Regions from separate parts of the Danio rerio genome. Here region 2 is linked to region 1. A link is a contact called in public HiChIP or PLAC-seq data. All regions are on one chromosome and are shown on one strand. The core of a region is the stretch at or near the end of the contact, and the rest is flanking DNA. Distances in the headings are between cores, read along the strand shown. Region 1 holds the start of mllt10 (MLLT10 histone lysine methyltransferase DOT1L cofactor). Region 2 overlaps mllt10 (MLLT10 histone lysine methyltransferase DOT1L cofactor).

Region 1 (3,095 bases), core at 471-2,970:
CGCATCAATTTGTTCAGCTTAAATCATTCCAAAATTTGAATGCAAATGTATTGTCGTTGCTACCACCCTTAACACATTGAATATTTTGAAAAAGCAGAAGAGTCAGAATACTAAACCCTCTTGGCCATCAGCAATTGATGAGTCATTGTTGTAAGTGCTAGCTTGTTGCCGCGTTATTGCGTCCACTTTTACCTGATTAATGCGTGCAGAGTGCTATGCACAGTGAAAATGGATAGTGTTAACCACCACCATTGCACCATTTAGTGCAAAATTCAACATCGGTATTTGTAATAATGTACACTTCCTCACCACACTCGACGGGCAGAAGGTGGCAACGTAAATAAACTCGAGTTTATAAAGATTTTCAAGGGAGTGTGTATCCTCCAGGCTATACCTTTCCAAAAGAGTCTCCTGTTGATTCAGAGCACGAGCAGTTACACTCCTGTTAATCCTTCCAGCGTTGAGTAGTGCCAACACAATCTCACGGCAATTCGTAACAGCTCCTGGTACAACTGCTTGGTCTAACAAACGGACAAACAAATTGTTTATATACCAGCAAATAGCCTACTTAAACAACACAGATTTTTATTGACAAATATTGCCAGCAAATATACGTTACATATCTACAAAATAAGCGTAAGCCTGCTAAATTTATAGATTTATAAGATCGTTTTATTTAAGCTCTATATTTATTATATCACTTGTTCACAATTTAGACTCAAACTTTGTTGAAGTTTTACAGATGTTTTGACATGAATCCTAGGCATTCTCTAAAAAACGTTGGATTTGCATTAATAAGCCATGTAACATTTTTGTTTTTCTCTCGCAAGTATATAAATGTCATTTGAATGTTCTACAGTAGCACTGTTAACAGTCAATTTTTATCCCAACCTCCACTGAACTTTTTTCCAAGGGGCACACATCATTTGAAAGACAACACGCAGGTCCCGGTCCTTTGATTCTGAAACCTCACAGCTTGAACAGCCCTCAATTGTGACATGAGTGATAATGATTGATCTTCGACCCAGTGTGCATTCATCGTCGTAGGTGAAGAGTTGAGAGGTTTGAAGAAATTTTTGCTGTCTTGTTTTAAGTCTACTTATTTCAAACTTAATCACTTTTTGTAAAAAAAAATCACGTTAATTAAGATTATCCAGTGATCCGTGAATGAACGCGCACAACTTTTGCATTTATTACATCCAATAAATCCAATTTACTGGAATAGCGTTGAAAACATTTATATAGGCTTATAGCCTGTTTGTATGTGTTTAATTTAGGCTATACCATATTTTGCATGGCATGCAAGTAAATCATTTAAACATGGCTACATCCTACAACATTCAGTTAATCTGACAACAAACCCACTCAATTTAATTTTGAGCAAAAAAAAAAAACAAAAAACAAAACAATAGGACAGAAGTCAGTAAATTAATGTGGTGATAAGCGTTAAATATTTATATACAACTTTAGCCTAGATATTTAAACAAGCAACTGGTTTCTGACTTTTTCCACATTTTAAAAAAATTGATATGATAAACTGTGTTGAGTTCACAAGCGTATTTTTTTGTAATCACGAATTTATTACATTTACTATTTGATTGGTTCTAACATCTCTCTGGGACAGTTTTAAATTTGACTCATTTATGCAGCGAAACCAGGATGGGCCCTGGATCCGAAAACGTGACGGACTCACCAAGTGGGGGTCCGCATGGGCTACCTCACAACAACGTGCGCGGAGCCTCAAACAGCATGGGAAAGACGTCCGGTGACTAATAAAAGCGCATTGCAATTATTTTTCATCAAGTTAAAGCAATCAAATGTGCGCTTACTTTTCGCAAAGGATCGTGAGCTCTAAGTTTGATGAAGAAGATTCTTACTTTAGAGAGTGTGAGGTAAGAGGACGTTTGTTCGTCGTGCTTTAGCTAACAATAGGAGAACAAAGAACACATTTCTTTTGGTTTAAAGTTGTGTTGTAAATTTAGACGGGGTAGCTTTAGTGTTTTAGCGATTTCTGACGAGAGTGTAATATTTATTTAATGGCATTATGCCAGTTTGAACATTACATTTTAGTACAATAGTTTATTTTCATTCACTAAAAATTTGCATAACCAACATAAAATCACAGAGGAAGTAGATATATCCTGTTAAAGTTTTAATACAATCAAAACTTATTGCGCAACTACTCCGATAAATTATTATTGTCTATAAGCTTCTTTCAAGGTGATGTAGTTCACGTATGAAACAACGTCAACATCATCAAATAACAGTTTAAATAGCGATTAACACAACCCATCTCTTTCACACACACGTGTAGGCTATACTCAGGACAGCTCCAAGCCTGTAAGCCCAATGTTTCTATCGCGTCCATAAAAATCATGAGACGCTTGAACTCGCTCTAAACAACTCCGTTTAACTAAAATAAATACACGCTTTTAAAATCAAACATTAAAAACATTTAAGTGTTATTGTCGTTTCAATTATGGGCTATAAATAGTTCATTCGCATCTCAAACACATTCTTCTTGTTGAACGTATGAGTTGGTACATGCAATCTTGATTTACAGAACGAGCTGGTTGGGGGTGGGCTGAAATAACCTTTCACCTTGCCGTGTCATATCTGCATGTGTATGTGCCTGCCCCTGAGTTAGTTACCCACAAGTCTTTGCGCAATAGAGAAGTCGTGCCACAGGCAAACTTGTCCTATTAGGAATCGGGATCTGGAGCATCCCTGCCCTTGAAAGAAAAAAAACTAAACAAAAACACGTCGTCTATTTCACCCTGTCTGTTTGACATTTGTAACAGACTTTAACGCCGCAACGAAAGATTATTTAATCGTAAAACCTGTGTGCCCCTTTATGTAAAAATAAGCCAACATCACCTGTGCCTGAATATAAGGTATGATTATGAAGAATGATAAGTATTTTCATTAGATTCACGGAAAGTTATAGGCTAAAGCTAATTCCTGTAACCATAAACATTCAGCCATAAACAGCTAAAGACACTGCGTTATTTCTGTATTAATCGTAAACCAATTTATTACAGGATACGATATTAGGTAGGCCTATGCCATATTTGTACATTACAAGCATCTCCATA
Region 2 (3,346 bases), core at 134-2,633, 57 kb after region 1:
ATTATTATACTATACCAGCTGAAGTTTGGTGTTACCAAGTAGTATTGCGACACTGTAATCTTAATTCAAATCTTTGAAATAAAGAAAATGGTCAGAAATACTATGTTTTATATTTTATAATAGGCCTACTTGAACTGAATTTATAATTCCCTTATTATTGAAAAAAGTATTTGGACATCACTTCACCTAAAATGCATCAGTTCTTTTTATTTATTTTGTAGATAACTGACCATCAAAAAATACATTAAAATAAAGATACAAATTATACCAAACAAAATTTGTTTCAAAAAGAGCAAATTAGGCTATATGATAAGGTCAAAAATTGGGTTTTTCATCTGTTGTTGTTTTTTTAATCAGGTAAAATTCTAAAGTATTTTAAAATTTCACTTTGAGTTGTTCTTTTTAACAGATTGTTGCTGTTGTTTTAGCAGCTAAGTCAAATTGACAGGAACAGAAATTGACTGTTTCAGACGTGGGCTTGAACTGAAGTGTCAGAAAGCATGCAACAAGCTACCTTAAAAGGCTTGATTTCTACACGGTTTTGCAACCTTAAAGGGCTTCACAGACTATTCAAATAAAATGGTCTATTATTGCACACGTGTGAGCATTTTAGAGATTTTTCCACATGCAACATTATGTATTTAATAGATGGACCGTTAATGCCAGTATTTTGGAGCCATAGTATCAAGATACTACCATAGTACCGGTAAACAGTCCAACCCTAGAATAAAACACACACACACACACTAATAATCAATCATAGGATTCATGAGGCTTTGGCTCAATTTTTGTTGATTTTGGCTTGTGTTTTTCCCTTAAACTGGTCACCTGTTGCTCATAGGTCTCCACTGTGTCGTTGAAAGAACAGTTCCTGCTCCTGCTCTTTCTGTCTTTTCCTTTTTTTTTTTTTTTTCTTTTTTTTTTTTTTTTTCATACATTTGTGTAAAGTGATACCCGATGCTTTTGGGTCCAGTCTGCAATGCAGCCTCAGGGCTGATCCAGGGTCAGCTGAAGGGTCACCAGCATAATAAGTCATACCAGACTTTGGGCTGCTTGTACTGATGTGCCCACACCCCCACTGGAGCCAGCCTGCGCTTGAGGTGCTAGTGGGCTGGAAAGTGTTAAAAAGAACAAGACTAGAAAAAAAGGAAAGGAAGCAGAGAGGAAGAGGAAAAATGGGATTGGCTAAGTTTGACTTGAGGGGGGTGGGGAGCAAAGAGAGAGAGAGAGAGAGAAAGGAGGGGAGGGGGTTGTGCCTGGCCAGGCGCATATGTGATTCATTACTTTCACTGCAGAAAATGAAAAGCAGTGTCTGGCATGGGGCCTGCAGGCAGGGCGATGGGAGCCTCCATGGGGAAGAAAGAAGGGGTGAGGGAAAGAACTAAGGGAGGGGGAGAGAGAGAGAGAGAGAGAGGTGACTCAGTGACACACTTGGTGGTGTCAGTGTGCAAGCTGAGCCGCCAGAGAGACCACTCTCTAGCCCCTAGATGGATTTCTATGAGGGAGATCTGATGGCTACCAGTCTGGCGATGGATCGAGCGGTTTCCCAGGCTTCTCTGGTGCACACATCTGCACACCGGCTCCTTATCGACTGCTTTCTGTTTATCTTTCAGATCAGGAGCTGGGAGACGGAGCTCTCGGCTTCTCCAGAAGAGGAAACTCACCAAAGACAAACCTCTCCCCTCGGTAAGTCTTATTTACATTCCTGAGCTCGACTTCCCCTCCTCCAGGCTCCGACATATTCCACTCACCCTCCTTCCCTCCCTCCCCCTCAAATCACTTGGGTTCCTCCCTTGTGCGCTTGCCTTATGAACAGCAGGCATTTTGAACTCTCAGCTGTCGCCCGTATTACAGTTACAAACCGGCTTCAGAGTTTGACGTGGCAGTGATGTCTACATATGAGGGGAGAAATGCTGTATTTGTTACAAATCTGGCTTTTTGCGCCGCGACTGAGGATATAAAATGGATTAATACTGAAAAATCTCTCAGAGATGCATTTGTAGTTAAAAAGGTATGCTGATTTTTAGAGTTTTCTTCAGGTCGCTTAAGTTACTCGAGTTAACTTTTTTGTGTAGCATTGTTGTTGCTTTAGTATGTATTTAATGTTTATATAAATGTTTGAAGCATGCGTTACATTCATATTGATATTTTCAGATTAAGTTTATATATTTCTTGGTCATAATATGACCAAAACCCAATTGTGAAAAGTTTAATATCACATTAAACTCATTTATGAAATATTTTGCGCCGTAAGATTTTTGCATTGCACTTGCCTTTTCCTTAATTCTTGGATTTATGTAAACGTGGACATATTTGACAGCTGAGTTTTCATTTAGCTTTGTCTTCTTGCACATTACACCGCTTAAGGATAAAAGCTCTTTTATGTATTTGTTGACCCTGTGTTTTGCATTTTAAACAAATTGTCTGGGAATGTTTTTTTAAAATGTTGTCTGCAGCAGTACGGTTAGCACGCAAACATACAGCACTATGGTGCTTGTGGCAAAACCTGTTTAATTCGGTCTTTTGGTGATCCTTTTTCCTTTTCTTTGCTCCCAATTCTTTTCTGTCTGTGCTACTGTCCGATTAAAAATTAAAACCTGTAAACAAAAATATCATTGATAAATATAATGTCCACTATCTCAACAAATTTCTTTTACCGTCTTAGATGAACTACAAATATCTGTACGTGCCGTTTCTGTGCTTCTCAGTGAAGCGACCCGCCCGCACGGGGTGATATGGCTTCACAGTCCTTTGCTGGAGATTTATTGCCTTGTGGCGCTGATCTCAGCCCAGCTAATTACCCCAGAGATAGATTCACTTTTCCCTGAGAGCCCTGATGTAGAGCCCAGAGCTGGATGCATTCATAATAACACAGATCGCTGTCTGTCCAAACAAGAGCGCACTGAGATTTATGGTGTCAGAGACGCAGGCCTAGGCTCTCTCACTTGGCCAAGCTGTGAACTCTGTTTGGCTTCCCTGAGAAGCACGTCTGTCTCTGAAGGCAGGCCGCCAGACCAGGAGTTCAGCTGTGTTGCTAAAATAGAAGCAGTCTAGAATATGTTTGTAAGCAAAAACTGGAGCATCTTTTTCTATTTTTAGTTTATGACTGAATGAGCTCTGTTTGACAAACGTGTGGGTGTATTAGCGAGTGTACACACATCTCATTTGCTGTCTATAAATGATTTCAGGTCTCCGCTGAGTGGGCTTCATATACGGTATGACGCAGGACCTATGGTTCCAGGGCTCGGGTCTGGTTCGGATACGCTGCCCCCTGCGGCCACCAGCATTGACCAGCTGCTGGAACGCCAGTGGAATGAAGGACAGCAGTTTCTTCTACAACAGGGTT

The links. HiChIP or PLAC-seq counts read pairs in DNA pulled down with a chosen protein or histone mark.
Region 2: a contact with region 1 is called in an H3K4me3 HiChIP or PLAC-seq map of gastrula embryo, with 2.7 times the contacts expected there. The contact joins the enhancer-like site here to the promoter of mllt10 in region 1. A contact is called at or near these places in 7 of 18 Hi-C or Micro-C datasets (caudal fin, embryo, fibroblasts and 2 more) and 2 of 4 datasets of contacts at active chromatin or transcription factors (caudal fin and gastrula embryo).

The regions. Positions count from the first base shown.
Region 1 is chr24:21,010,676-21,013,770 of GRCz12tu, forward strand. mllt10 (MLLT10 histone lysine methyltransferase DOT1L cofactor) reads left to right here and starts at 1,721. Exons shown (of 22, transcript XR_012399253.1): 1 at 1,721-1,892. skida1 (SKI/DACH domain containing 1) reads right to left here. Exons shown (of 4, transcript XR_012399262.1): 2 at 395-521.
Region 2 is chr24:21,068,283-21,071,628 of GRCz12tu, forward strand. mllt10 (MLLT10 histone lysine methyltransferase DOT1L cofactor) reads left to right here. Exons shown (of 22, transcript XR_012399253.1): 15 at 1,614-1,686; 16 at 3,189-3,346. Among named protein-coding and RNA genes, the nearest start is that of skida1, 55 kb to the left of the region's middle. Within about 2 kb of position 1,384, at least 45 of the 62 cell types and tissues checked have an H3K27ac peak or open chromatin away from gene starts, as enhancers often do. A contact at or near this core is called in caudal fin and gastrula embryo, where this site is marked.